Linked DNA regions of Mus musculus: all the other regions are linked to region 1. Evidence: chromatin contacts called from public promoter capture Hi-C data. All regions are on one chromosome and are shown on one strand. Each heading gives the region's core, a stretch centred on a gene start, on an enhancer-like site or on the middle of the called end of the contact. The rest is flanking DNA. Distances are from core to core; before and after follow the strand shown. Region 1 holds the start of Rabep2 (rabaptin, RAB GTPase binding effector protein 2). Region 2 holds the start of Zfp689 (zinc finger protein 689). Region 3 holds the start of Fbrs (fibrosin).

Region 1 (3,563 bases), core at 875-3,374:
GCCTCAAAAGAAAAGAAAAGAAAAGGAAAAAAGCTTACTTTATAGAGTATTTAGCTCTGTCTCTGGCATATGGTAAGTGTTCAATAGAGAGCAGTCACTGTTACAACTTAGGCTATTCCTTTTTCTCTTGTGTGTGCACACTCACATAAGCCAGAGTCAGTATCAGGTGTCTTCCTTACTTGCTCCAACTTATTTTTTCCAATAAGGTATCTTTTTTTTTTTTTTTTTTTTTTTTTTTTTTTTTTTGAGACAGGGTTTCTCTGTATAGCCCTGGCTGTCCTGGACCCAATAAGGTATCTTATTGACTTTGGAGCGCTCTGTCTTGGCTGGCCAGCAAGCTATTGGGGATATGCCAATCTCCAACCTTCAGAGCTGGGATTACAGATAAAACTCCCAGGCCTGGTAGGATGGGAAGGGAATTTCAGGCCCTTTACTATGGAATCCAAGGTCAAGGGCAGACCATAGAGGGAGATCTGAGGGGCTGGAGCAGCAGTCCAATAGAGCATGCCATAGTAATACTACTGCCAGGAAACAGAGTAGGGGCAGGTCTGACATCCTTGAGGACACTCTAACCTCTGCCCAGAGGAGAACAGGAAAAGGCAGAGGACCTGGGACCAAGAAAGCTGGTGTCTCCCAATCCACAGAGGCCATGAGACAGAGGGGGAGAAGGAAGGAGATGCATGTATTTGTGTAGGGTGCTGTAGGGATACCTGGGAAGGAAGGGAAATCATAGGACTAAGCTCAGAGACAACAGGCTGAGTTTCGAGCCTCGAGGCCCAGAGGAAAATGAGGGTGGTTCAGAGAAATGCGAAGTTTCTGGCTCGTATTCTGGGCTGATCTTATGTCAGCAAGAACAAGAAATGATACCCATGGGTATCATGGGTAAAGATGATTGCTACACTTAGCTGTGACTGACAAGAGTTGCTGACAACACTTGTGGTGTTTCTCTGCAAAATAGAAAGGGGCACTCAGGTTCTGGGACACAGTCTTTTCTCTGTTGAGCTACCTGAAGCTCATCTGAAGCCCTCCTCGCCCTGCATTCCCTGCTAGAGGGGCGCAGGCAGACAGGCTGTCGGGTGGGTTGTGTTGGGAGCGGGTGCCTCACCTTTCAGGATGGCCTGCAGGGAGGCCACCTCCTCTTGGCACTGTCTCTGCACTGCAGCCACTGCCTCCGCCTTGGTGCTCTCGCTCACCTCAGCTACAGCCTTCATGGTTTCCATTTCTGCCAGGGCACCGGCCAGTTCGGCACGAAGCCGACTGAGCTCACTTGACTCGGATGCATCCTTTTGCTTCTCTTGGGGCTGGGGATCCAGCGCTGTGGGGAGCGGGGAGTGGGGGGGACAGTGACCAAGATTTATTCCCACGGCTTGCCGATCTCCTAACACCTCAGGCCACCCAGCAGTCCAGTAACCCAGTCCTACTCTCCATCTACAAGGACCTCATCCCATTCCCCTGGTCCTGCCCCTCCCGGAGTCCCAACTAACTTGGCTCGACCGTCCAATCCCTTCCAGTGGCCCCGCCTCGCCCCCTTACCTGCCCCACCCACAGACACACCCACCGTGTAGGCCACGCCCACCCCGGTGGGCGCTGTGCCCCGCCCCCTTCCCGAGCCTCCGCGCTGGCCGGCTGCCGCCAGCAGTCGCATTCGGCTCCGCCCCCAGCCCCCTGCTCCCCACGTGCGCAGCGGCGCAACTCCCGCACCGATTCCTGGCCGCCGGTGCCCCCGATTCTCACCTAGGGTTGCTGGCGCAGCTGCCATCGTCTCAGCCCAAACGGCGGATTCCCGCACTCACTGGTGATGGCACTCCCGCTTCCGGGTCCGCTCGGCTGTTTCCGGATCCGCTCGGCTGTTTCCGGATCGGCTCTGCAGGGGCCGCGGGGGGTGGGAGGGCGGGATGGTCAAGAGACGCCGACTGCACTCGAGTGGACGCGCGGCCTGGATCCCGCCTTTCTTGCAGCCTCGTGGGACCGCCCCCGCGCTCCCGCGCTCCCTGGAAGCTCCGAGGGCTTCGGGTCTGCGGTAGTCTTCTCTGGTGCTGAGGATCTGCTGAGGCTCCACTCGAGGCCACCTCCTGGAACGCCTGGTCTTAGTCCTAGAGGACGCTGCGCGCGGCCTCCTCCTTCCCTCCGCCCGGCCGCCCTTCCGCCGTAACCCGACTCGCGTTACTGCGAAGTGTGCCCGGCCCGCCCAGCATCTCCGCCCCGCGGGCCAGGGCTGGGTTGGCGTTCTGAAGCTTGGCGCAGTCAGTGGCAGAGGTGCGAAATCTACGTGTCTCCAATCCCATTTTCATATGGCTTCCTGCAAATCTCTTTCTCCACTCCCAGGGCTGTAAATCTTTCAGCCTGGGTCTGGGTCAATCTCTCATTATGTATGACCTCTCGCTTTGGAGAGTCACAGCAATTCAAACAAGTACAGAGCCTGGGTCCCCCTGCCTCCAAACCGGTTTTCTATAAAAGACTTTGAACCTGGAAGTCCTTGATTCTTTGTGGTCTCCTTGGAATGCACACCAGTGTACTTATACCAGGATGCCTTCCTCATTTCTCCAGCACTAACACCCAATCGTAGTACCCATCACGCCTGAACTAGCAAGATAACCCTTATCTCCTCCTCCTATGTGCCTACTGGTGGGCTTTTAGTGTTAGAGGGAGCCCACTACAGATTATCCCCAGACAGCCTGTGGTGGTTTGAAAATGCTTGGCCCAGGGAGTGGCACTATTTGGAGGTGTGGTTTTGTTGGAGTGGGTATGGCCTTCTTGGAGAAAGTATGTCACTGTGGGTGTGGGTTTTAAGACTCCCTCCCGACCCCCACCCCCGGCTGCCTGGGAGCCAGTCTTCTGTCTTCAGAACAAAATGTTGAACTCTCAGCTCCTTCTGCATAATGTCTGCTTGGATGCTGATATGATCCTGCCTTGAAAAATCTCATGAAAGAGATTTATTGGAGGGTCCTGGGTGTGAAGAACAAATCCAGGGGTGGCTGCCCTCTGTTCCCAGGAGCAGACAGCACGGAATTAAATAGAGGGCAGAGCTTAGATAGGATTTCTTAGGGGTGGAGCTTTTCAGGGCAGAGAGTTCCAGATTAAGGATTGGTGGGATTTCAAGTCCTGACTTTGGGGAGCTCAGGGATTGGTGGGGTTTTGCGGGAAGCCCAGAGATTGGTGGGTTTCCCTGCTTAAGGATTGTTGACTCCCCCCCCCCCCCCCCCCGCCTTCCTTTTTTCCTGCATCTAGGCTATGGGTTAAGGTAGGAAGTCCTTCCTGGCCACAGCCGGCTTTTACTGAGGCACCACCTCTGTAGGGCCGCTGGCGAGGCTGGAGAGCTCCTGCTGTAGTAATTCACCAAGAGTGTAGGCCGAGGCAGGAAAGGCGTTACCACCGTGGACAGCTCCTGCTGAGGTGGGGGCGGGGGTAAGGAAATGCATCCGAGTGGACAGCTCCTGTGATGGCTGCAGGCTGAGAAGGCCTCCTCCCTGCCACCATTTTGACAGGAGCTGGCATTTTTGATAGCTTCTGCGAGGGCATTTTATTGTGGCTGGGGTTGACTGCCGCTTTGACATCTTTTGCGG
Region 2 (3,782 bases), core at 1,198-3,697, 1.0 Mb before region 1:
GACAGTCCGAAACTAGATTGCACAGATTTGTTAAGGTGGGCTATGATCAGTGATTGATGGGGGGGGGGGGGGGTTCAGCTCATTGAGTGTGATACCATCCCTGGGCTGGTAGTCCGGGGTTCTGTAAGAAAGCAGGCTGAGCAAGCCATGGAGAGCAAGCCAGCAAGTAGCAACCCTTCCTGGTCTCTGGATCAGCTCCTGCCTCCAGATTCCAGCCCTGCTTGAGTTCCTGTCCTGACTTCCTTCAGTGATGAACAATGATATAGAAGTGTAAGCCAAATAAACCTTTTCCTCTCCAACTTGCTTTTTGGTCATGGTGTTTCATCATAGCAATAGAAACTTTAAGACACCTAGTTTGCATAATGTCCTGGGTTTCATCCCAGCACCAAATAAAACTGGGTATGCTGTGCATACTTATAATTGAGCATGCAGGAGTTAAGAGGTAGGAGGACCAGAAGCTCTTGGTCATCCTTAGCTACATAGTGTTGAGGCTAGCCTGGACAACATGAGGCCCTATCTGAAAAAGAAGAGGAGGCAATTATTGTTTTCATTAATAAGTAGTTTTTCTACTTCTCTCTAGGACTGATATTGCTTGTCCTAGTCTGGGTTTATGGTGAAGTGATCCCTTAGGCAGTCTGTGAAATCAAAGTGTGTTAACATTTAAGGTTGCATTTCTGGGTGCTGGCAGTCACTGAGCATGAACCATGGACTGAATCTTTTAAAAAATATTTACTTCATGAATATGGGTGTTTTGTGTGACTGTATATCTGTGTACCACATGTGTACCTGCTGCTGCTGGAAGACACAGTGGCAGATTTCTTGGAATACAGTTACAGATGATTGTTAGCCACCATGTGAGTGCTAGAAACAGAATCTGGGTCCTCTGTAAGAACAAGTGCTCTTTTTTCTTATTTATTTATTTTATGTAAGTACACTGTAGCTGTTTTCAGACACACCAGAAGAGGGCATCTGATCTCATCACAGATGGTTGTGAGCCACCATATGGTTGCTGGGATTTGAACTCAGGACCTTTGGAAGAGCAATCAGTGCTCATAACTGCTGAGTCATCTCTCCAGCCCCAGAACAAGTGCTCTTAACCACTGAGCCACTTCTCCAGCTGGGGAGAAATTAGTCTTAAAGCGTTTTGCCCAACATAAGAGTTGCTAGAGCCACAAAGAAGACATTCCATGTTTGGATTTCATTCCTATGTCTAGTAACAGATTTTGAGGAAGCTGATCCAGATTTGTGGGGGTTTTATTGTTCATTTGTTTTTTGAGGCAGGCTGGTTTTGAGATAGCCCCGGATAGCCTGGAACTCACTTTGTAGACCAGGATGTCCTCAAACTCAAGAGATCTACCTGCCTTTTCCTCCCAAGTGCTGGGAATTAATGGTGCGTGCCACTGCACCCGGCTGTCTTATGATTTTTGTTGTAGTTCTCTATGGAGGGGGGAGTCCAGGACTCTAGACATAAAGTTTCAGACACCATCTACTCGAATAGTCCAGGTGCTTGGCTGGCTCTCAGCAGCGAAGGCACAGCCTCTCTGTGTGGCCTCTAGATGTGCGAATCCTATTTACCCTCTGTGCAGTCTTCCTTACCTGATAATTATTCAGAAAGGAGCAATAGGTTCGGCTTCATACCCAGTCCTGGGTATCTATTTTAAAAATACTTTTATAGAACTTTGGGCCCCATGCATGCTAGGCAAATGCCTGCCACTGGGCTATACACTCTTCATTTAAAAACAGGGTCTATGTTGCCCATGCACTCCTGACACACGTTGACACAGCTGCACTATTTCGGAAAGCAACGGTACAGGGGTGATTTCCCTGCTTCATTATAAATGAAAGGATCAACTAGCCATCTGTCTTTTGTTCCCCCTGGTAGCCTAAATGTGCATTCCACTGTACAAAGAAAGGGTAAGCCCAAAGCTATTGGTCTCACCTCTAAACAAGCGAACTTCCTTGGTACTCAGGTAGGCCATTCACTTCTATAGACTACTTAGGAGCTGCCCAAGGTACAAGACCAGTCAACTTACCATTCTAGTCATTCAATTTTACCAGACGCGCCTTTTGTGCACCAGATCCTTACCACCGCTCCCTTCTCATCTAGTACTTTTCAGAATTCCTGGCTGTGACACCTTTATGATCGTAGGATGTAGCTGTTCAAAAATCCATGTTGTCACTGTGTGACTTTCCCTTTGGAAGACCTGTAGAAACGTCTTCTCCAAGTAGGGCAAACAAGCGTTGGAGAACACAAGAAAAGCCTCCCATTCATAAGACTTCTCACAACCGGCTTAGAGACACAGGATCCACCTTCTTGCCCTTAAGAATCCGTTGGCTTCATTCAAATGGGCCGCCTTCATTGATGACCAATCAGAACGCCCGATCTTCAGCTACCAACCAATAAACGAATGCAATAGATAGGAGGAAAGTAGGCAAGAAGCCATCTCGCAGCGCCATTACACTTTAGGGCAAGGAGGTTAAGAAGTCGGCATGGCGTTCGGGTCAATAAAATCGATAGCTGGAACCTGCCTGTGTTCTAGGCAGCGGTGGTGCAGGAGCAGCGCCGCCATCTTCCCCGAAGGCATCTTCCGGTGCCTCTCACCCAAGTTCCAGCGGGAGTTCCCTGAATAACGGTCTGTGTCGGGCCGCCCGGCCCCTCAGGCAGCCGATTCAGATTTCCTCCGGGCCTTCCCGACGGAGCTTCTAGGTCTCCGGGTCCCCGTGGCAAGGCCGGGGAGCAGGTCCGATGGCGCCACCTTCGGCTCCGCTTCTCCTGCGGGCAGTCGGAGAGGCTGGACCTACTCGGAAAAGGGGCAGGAGGCCAAGGGCCTTGAAGTTCGTGGACGTGGCCGTGTACTTCTCCTCGGAGGAGTGGGGGTGTCTGCAGCCCGCTCAGAGGACTCTGTACCGGGATGTGATGCGCGAGACCTACGGCCTCCTGGGCGCGCTCGGTGAGGCCCGGCCCAATCTGCTTACGCGGGGCCTAAGGGATGATGGAGCTTGAGGGCGGGGTAGAGTGGGGGCAGGGAGCCTAGGGTCCTGACCTGCGATCGGCTTGTTAGGGGTTGGCGTTTATTTTTTAGCATCCTTTCTTCGGGCCAGCTCTCTGACTGGTTCTCCTTCCCCAGGATGCGCAGGTCCCAAACCAGCTCTCATCTCCTGGTTGGAACGAAATACCGATGACTGGGAACCAGCAGCCCTAGATCCGCAGGAGTACCGGAGATGGGTAACATTCCAGAGAAGTGAGTGAAAAATACCCACGAAAACCATACTGCCTTCCTGAGTAATGCCCTAAACTGTCGACCCAATCTAAATTTGTCGTCTGATGAGAGTTAACCAGGTTGCTTGTACTGTGGGCATACGAACTACAAACGGTACTTCATTGACATAAGTGAATTACTGAGCTTTGAAAAAGATAACTACTGCTTTCCAGGATCCGGGACTTAGCTTCCATTGAACTTCTCCAATTCCCATCGGTCCTGGGAAGACTAGAAAGAGTCCTTAACCACTGAGACATCTCTCTCTAGCCCCTGGTTCACTCTTGACTTTAAAAAAGAAAAAGCCCCATTGATTGGAATGTTCATCTAGGCTTGTGAACTACTGGATGAAATACAGTCCAAGGTTTTTTTGTTTTTTTTTTTTACAACTCTCTCAAAGTGCTCCTAGACCAACAGCTGCATATTTGGGAGTTGTCTTGGTCAGAGGTTTCTATGCTGTGATAAACACCATGAACAAAAGTGGCTTGGGGAGAAGAGGGTTTATTTCATTGATATTTTCATGTA
Region 3 (3,895 bases), core at 426-2,925, 1.1 Mb before region 1:
AACTTCTGACTACACTGGGGCCCAAGACGTTCTAGGGGGCTTTCCCTAACCGCAACCCTCTGCCCATCCCCCAGACAGAATGAGTGGCTTCCTCATGTGGGTTTCTGTAGCACTTTGCCTAGATCTCTCCCAGATCACTGCCTTACACAGCTGCTCAAGCTAGTCTAGGTGCTTGCTTTTTGGCTGTTTCTTTCCCCTTAGGCTGCCACCAGCTAGAGGAAAGGACAGGACATCTCTTATTTATAATTCAGCTGTCTTTGATGTATCTCTTGAATTATCAGCTTGTTAGTAGTATACATAGCACAAGCAAAAGCAAGTGAGTTTGACTCTAGTTAGGTCCTTCAGACCTGGATTGGAGATGGGGCTGCTGTCCAATTTGTTCTGCCTTCCCCTGTGCTCCTAGACACTAGGATTACTGCTGGGATCGGCAGTTGTGATGCTCGTGGGAAGTCAGTCTACAGGAATGATATATTCCGACTGAACAAATTGGAAGGACTGGAATCTGGGACATGCTCACCTCTTTCCTTCTTCGCTTATTGGGCCATTTACGGGGCCTATCCCCAGAGGGTCGGCCAGGCTCACGGTCTGAGCTGTCCCCTGGTTCCCCAGTGGCCCCACTGGAGCCCCCCCTCTTCCGTTTCCCAGAATGCTTCAGCCGATGTTCCAGTCGTTCTGGGGGCTGAAGAGATGCATCCTTCTGTAGAAGAGGTGGTGGAAATGTGGTTGGAGAAAGAAAAGCTCCTTAACTCTCTAAGGGTGACCAAGTTACTCAAGTGCCTCTCAAGCAGGGGAACCTAGGTAGTCCCCAGACACTAGCTCTACCTCCTCCCACCCCAGGGTGGGGCAGAAACCCGGCAAGAGGAGCCGGTTGCTCTGGTTTGGGGTGTCACCACTGCCCCCTCAACCCCATCCTCTGTAAGGGCTATACCCTTCTCTCTGCCCTTCTGACCCACCTCCCAAAGACCCCCAAATCCCATTAGGGCACACCTGCAAGGCCTCAAGGCTGGCAAAGCTAGCGATGGCAAAACCATCGATCAGGTCTTCCTCCTCTTCCTCCTCCTCAGGCTCCTCCTCGGCTTCTCCGTCGTCTGCGCCCCCCTCTTCCTCCTCGTCCTCTTCCTCTCCGCGGCTGCCCGAACCGGCAGGCCGCTTCCGAGCTCGCGGTCTCGGGGGTCGAGGCCTGGGTCGGGGCCGCCGCCGTCGTAGGCCCCCAGGCCGCTCTCCAGATGAAGCTGACGACCAGGGACGGGCGGGCGGCGGCGGTGACGAGGAGGATGAAGAGCCTCGCGGGGCGGCCAACAAGGCCCGGGGCGCGTCACCGCCTGGACCTCGGCGGCGCCGCTGCTCCCGATCACGGTCTCGCCGCGAGCAGCGTCTCCGTCGCCGCTCCCCTTCAGCTGCCCAGCCCGGGCCTGGGGCCGCGGCCGTCTCCATGGTGACGGCCCTCAGCGCCGCATCCGGAGGCGGCGGGGCCCGAAGCGGCCTGTCCACAGGCCCCGGGTCGCGAGCGCGGCGCTGGCGCTTGCACAGGGACGGGAGAGCTCCGGCTTCCTCTTTAAAACAGGATCCGCTGGCCTCTGGCTTGCCCCAAGGCCAAGGCCCAGAGAGCCGGCGCCGCCCCCGGGGCGACAAGCCTGAAGGCCCCCCCTGTAGGGCTGGCGGGGCCGCGACGACTAAAACTGGGCGGCCGTCCCTTTAAGGCGAGGCCTCAAATTGTCCAGCCCCCGGCCCCTTTAAGACGACTCCACCGTGTCCGGCTGGTCTAGTGCGGTGGCGGCCCCGTGCCAGGGGTCGAGGCAAGTCTCCCAGAGGAAGAGGAAGGACCACCCCTTTAAAAGGGGCGGAAAGCACGACTTCCCCTTTAAAAGTGTCTCAAGTCCTCCGGCTGAAAGAGGCCACCCCTTTAAAGAGTCCAGAGGCCTTCAAACAGCGAGTCGTCCCTTTTTAGAGAGCGTAGCTAAGTTTCTAGCCCTTCACAGGCTGTCACTTCCCCTTTAAGATGAATTTAATGAACTTCTTGCGTGGGGCAGGAGGTAGGAAAACTCCACTTGCCCCAATTCTTCCAGCAGGAGTTGTTTGTCAGCTTCTGCTGTCCCCTTTAAGACTGGCGTTGGAGTCGGCCGAGTTCGGTACCCACCCCTTTAAGGAGATTTAACGAGGTCTCCGCCTCCCGTAGCCTTGAAAGGTGCAAGGGGGCGGAGCCTGCCGTCCAAAGTCCCGGATGTGAGGCAACGGTGACGGATAGAGCTTCTCTCTCTGTCCTCCGACATAAAAGACTCTTCCTCCTTTCCTCCGTTCCTAACCGGCTTGTAGCTAGAAGGATCCGGAAAGGCCACTGGACAGTGAGGAACTCCGCCGTATCCTCCTGTTGTCTTCTTCGGCGTCTACGGCTCTTCTCCACCAGAACTTCCCTGCCCCTCCTCCCTCTTCCTCCTCAGCCAACGCCTCCTTCCTCTCTCCGCCTCCTTCCCCCTCCCTCCGAGGCTCAGTCGTTTATAGGTTGGCAAGTAAACGTCAATGCAAAGGGCGGAGTCAAAGTCGCCGGAGTGCCGGACGTAACAGCCTTCAAATGTGGGATTGGGTTGTCAGGTTAGCCCCGCCCTCCCCAGGTCTTGTGACTGGACTGGTCCGAAGTAGGTGTTTGGAGCAGTTCCTTAGGCCACCCGCCTCTTCCTGCTCTCTGTTTATTGGCCATCTACTGAGAGACAGTGCGAGGCACTGGGAGGTGGTGCCTGGAGTGGTAGGCAGCAGGCCACTGGTAGGCGTTAGGCTGTCCTAGGTGCGCTTTTCTGGTGTGTAGTGGCTGCCTTTTTGCCTGTTGGTATTTCGCGCAAGCGCATGGCGCTAATGCCTTCTGCCCGTCTTTGGGCGGATCTGTCTACCGTGGCGTCTCAGAAAACCCAAGCACGATCCGCGAGAGTCAGAGGTGGGGCGGAGACCAAGCTCCCAGTGGCCGTCCCTTCCTGTGCTCAACAATAATAAACACTTTGCACTCCAGTGCGAAGTACTCTCTCACATTAATTCACTTGGTAATGAGTTCCGAGGTAAATATTTGCTCTCCGATCCATTTTACCAAAGGTATCTGTATACAAACTGCCAGGATTCTAGCTCCAGAGTGAAGGTCCTGGCCACTGTGCCACCAACTGCAGCACTTAGGTTGTACCACTCTGATCTGATTGTTTAATGTATCATTAGTGTGTGGGCATGATGTATGTGAGGGTGCGAGTGCCATTAGATGTATGTTGAGACGAGAGGACAACTTTGTAGAGTCTTCAACATGTTCATGGGTTTTGGGGATCAAACTCTGGTTACTAAGCTTATGTATGTACCAAGCGCTTTTTCAGTGGAGCCATCTCACTGGCCCTGGCTGTTCTTTTAATGTGGACATTTCCTTGACAACCCTTGTTTTCTTGTCGATATAAAATAGTGATAAATTCCCTAACAGACTTTGTGCCGGTCGACTCTCTATGATAGATTGTCCTAAGTTGGCGATGGCAGCATTTGGGAGGAGTAAATAACATCTTCAAGGCCTTAACCTGTTCCAAGGCCTTTTCATTCTATGATGTAAGAGTTGTGTATCCATGGTATACATAGCACCACATAAAGCAGCTCTCAAGTGTCATCTCTGGACTGGGGATGGAGCTCAGAGGTAGTATATACAAGATTCTAGGTTTGATCCCCCAGCCCTGCCAGTGGATGAGAGTGGGGTGGGCAATTTCCAGTGACCACTGCATTTTTTCTTTTTTTTTTGCAACCCTTTTTTTCTCTGCTACTATCTCCTGTTTTCTAGTCCTTTGGTGACCAACATAAAAACATCAGCTCATTTAATTAATTGATTTCAAACTCTGCTGGAGGCACAAAGGAGTCAGAAACATATATTGAAAACTTTATAGAA

Evidence for each region. Promoter capture Hi-C pulls out the DNA fragments that hold promoters and counts their contacts. Capture Hi-C pulls out chosen DNA fragments and counts their contacts.
Region 2: a promoter capture Hi-C map of neutrophils shows a contact between it and region 1, with 5 times the contacts expected there. The contact joins the promoter of Zfp689 here to the promoter of Rabep2 in region 1. A contact is called at or near these places in 3 of 39 promoter capture datasets (liver and neutrophils).
Region 3: a promoter capture Hi-C map of adipose tissue shows a contact between it and region 1, with 2.7 times the contacts expected there. The contact joins the promoter of Fbrs here to the promoter of Rabep2 in region 1. A contact is called at or near these places in 2 of 39 promoter capture datasets (the C10 cell line and pre-B cells), 1 of 115 datasets of contacts at active chromatin or transcription factors (double positive thymocytes) and 3 of 9 other capture datasets (adipose tissue, liver and pancreatic islet).

What each region holds. Positions count from the first base shown.
Region 1 is chr7:126,427,328-126,430,890 of GRCm38.p6, reverse strand. Rabep2 (rabaptin, RAB GTPase binding effector protein 2) reads right to left here and starts at 2,124. Exons shown (of 13, transcript NM_030566.2): 1 at 1,735-2,124; 2 at 1,106-1,315. The coding sequence starts at 1,759.
Region 2 is chr7:127,447,823-127,451,604 of GRCm38.p6, reverse strand. Zfp689 (zinc finger protein 689) reads left to right here and starts at 2,447. Exons shown (of 3, transcript NM_175163.3): 1 at 2,447-2,951; 2 at 3,129-3,242. The coding sequence starts at 2,747. B130055M24Rik (a long non-coding RNA gene) reads right to left here and starts at 3,215. Exons shown (of 2, transcript XR_869949.3): 1 at 2,034-3,215.
Region 3 is chr7:127,476,738-127,480,632 of GRCm38.p6, reverse strand. It overlaps Fbrs (fibrosin), which reads right to left and starts at 1,675. Exons shown (of 18, transcript NM_010183.2): 1 at 988-1,675; 2 at 518-697. The coding sequence starts at 1,434. It overlaps Prr14 (proline rich 14), which reads right to left. Exons shown (of 11, transcript NM_145589.2): 11 at 3,875-3,895.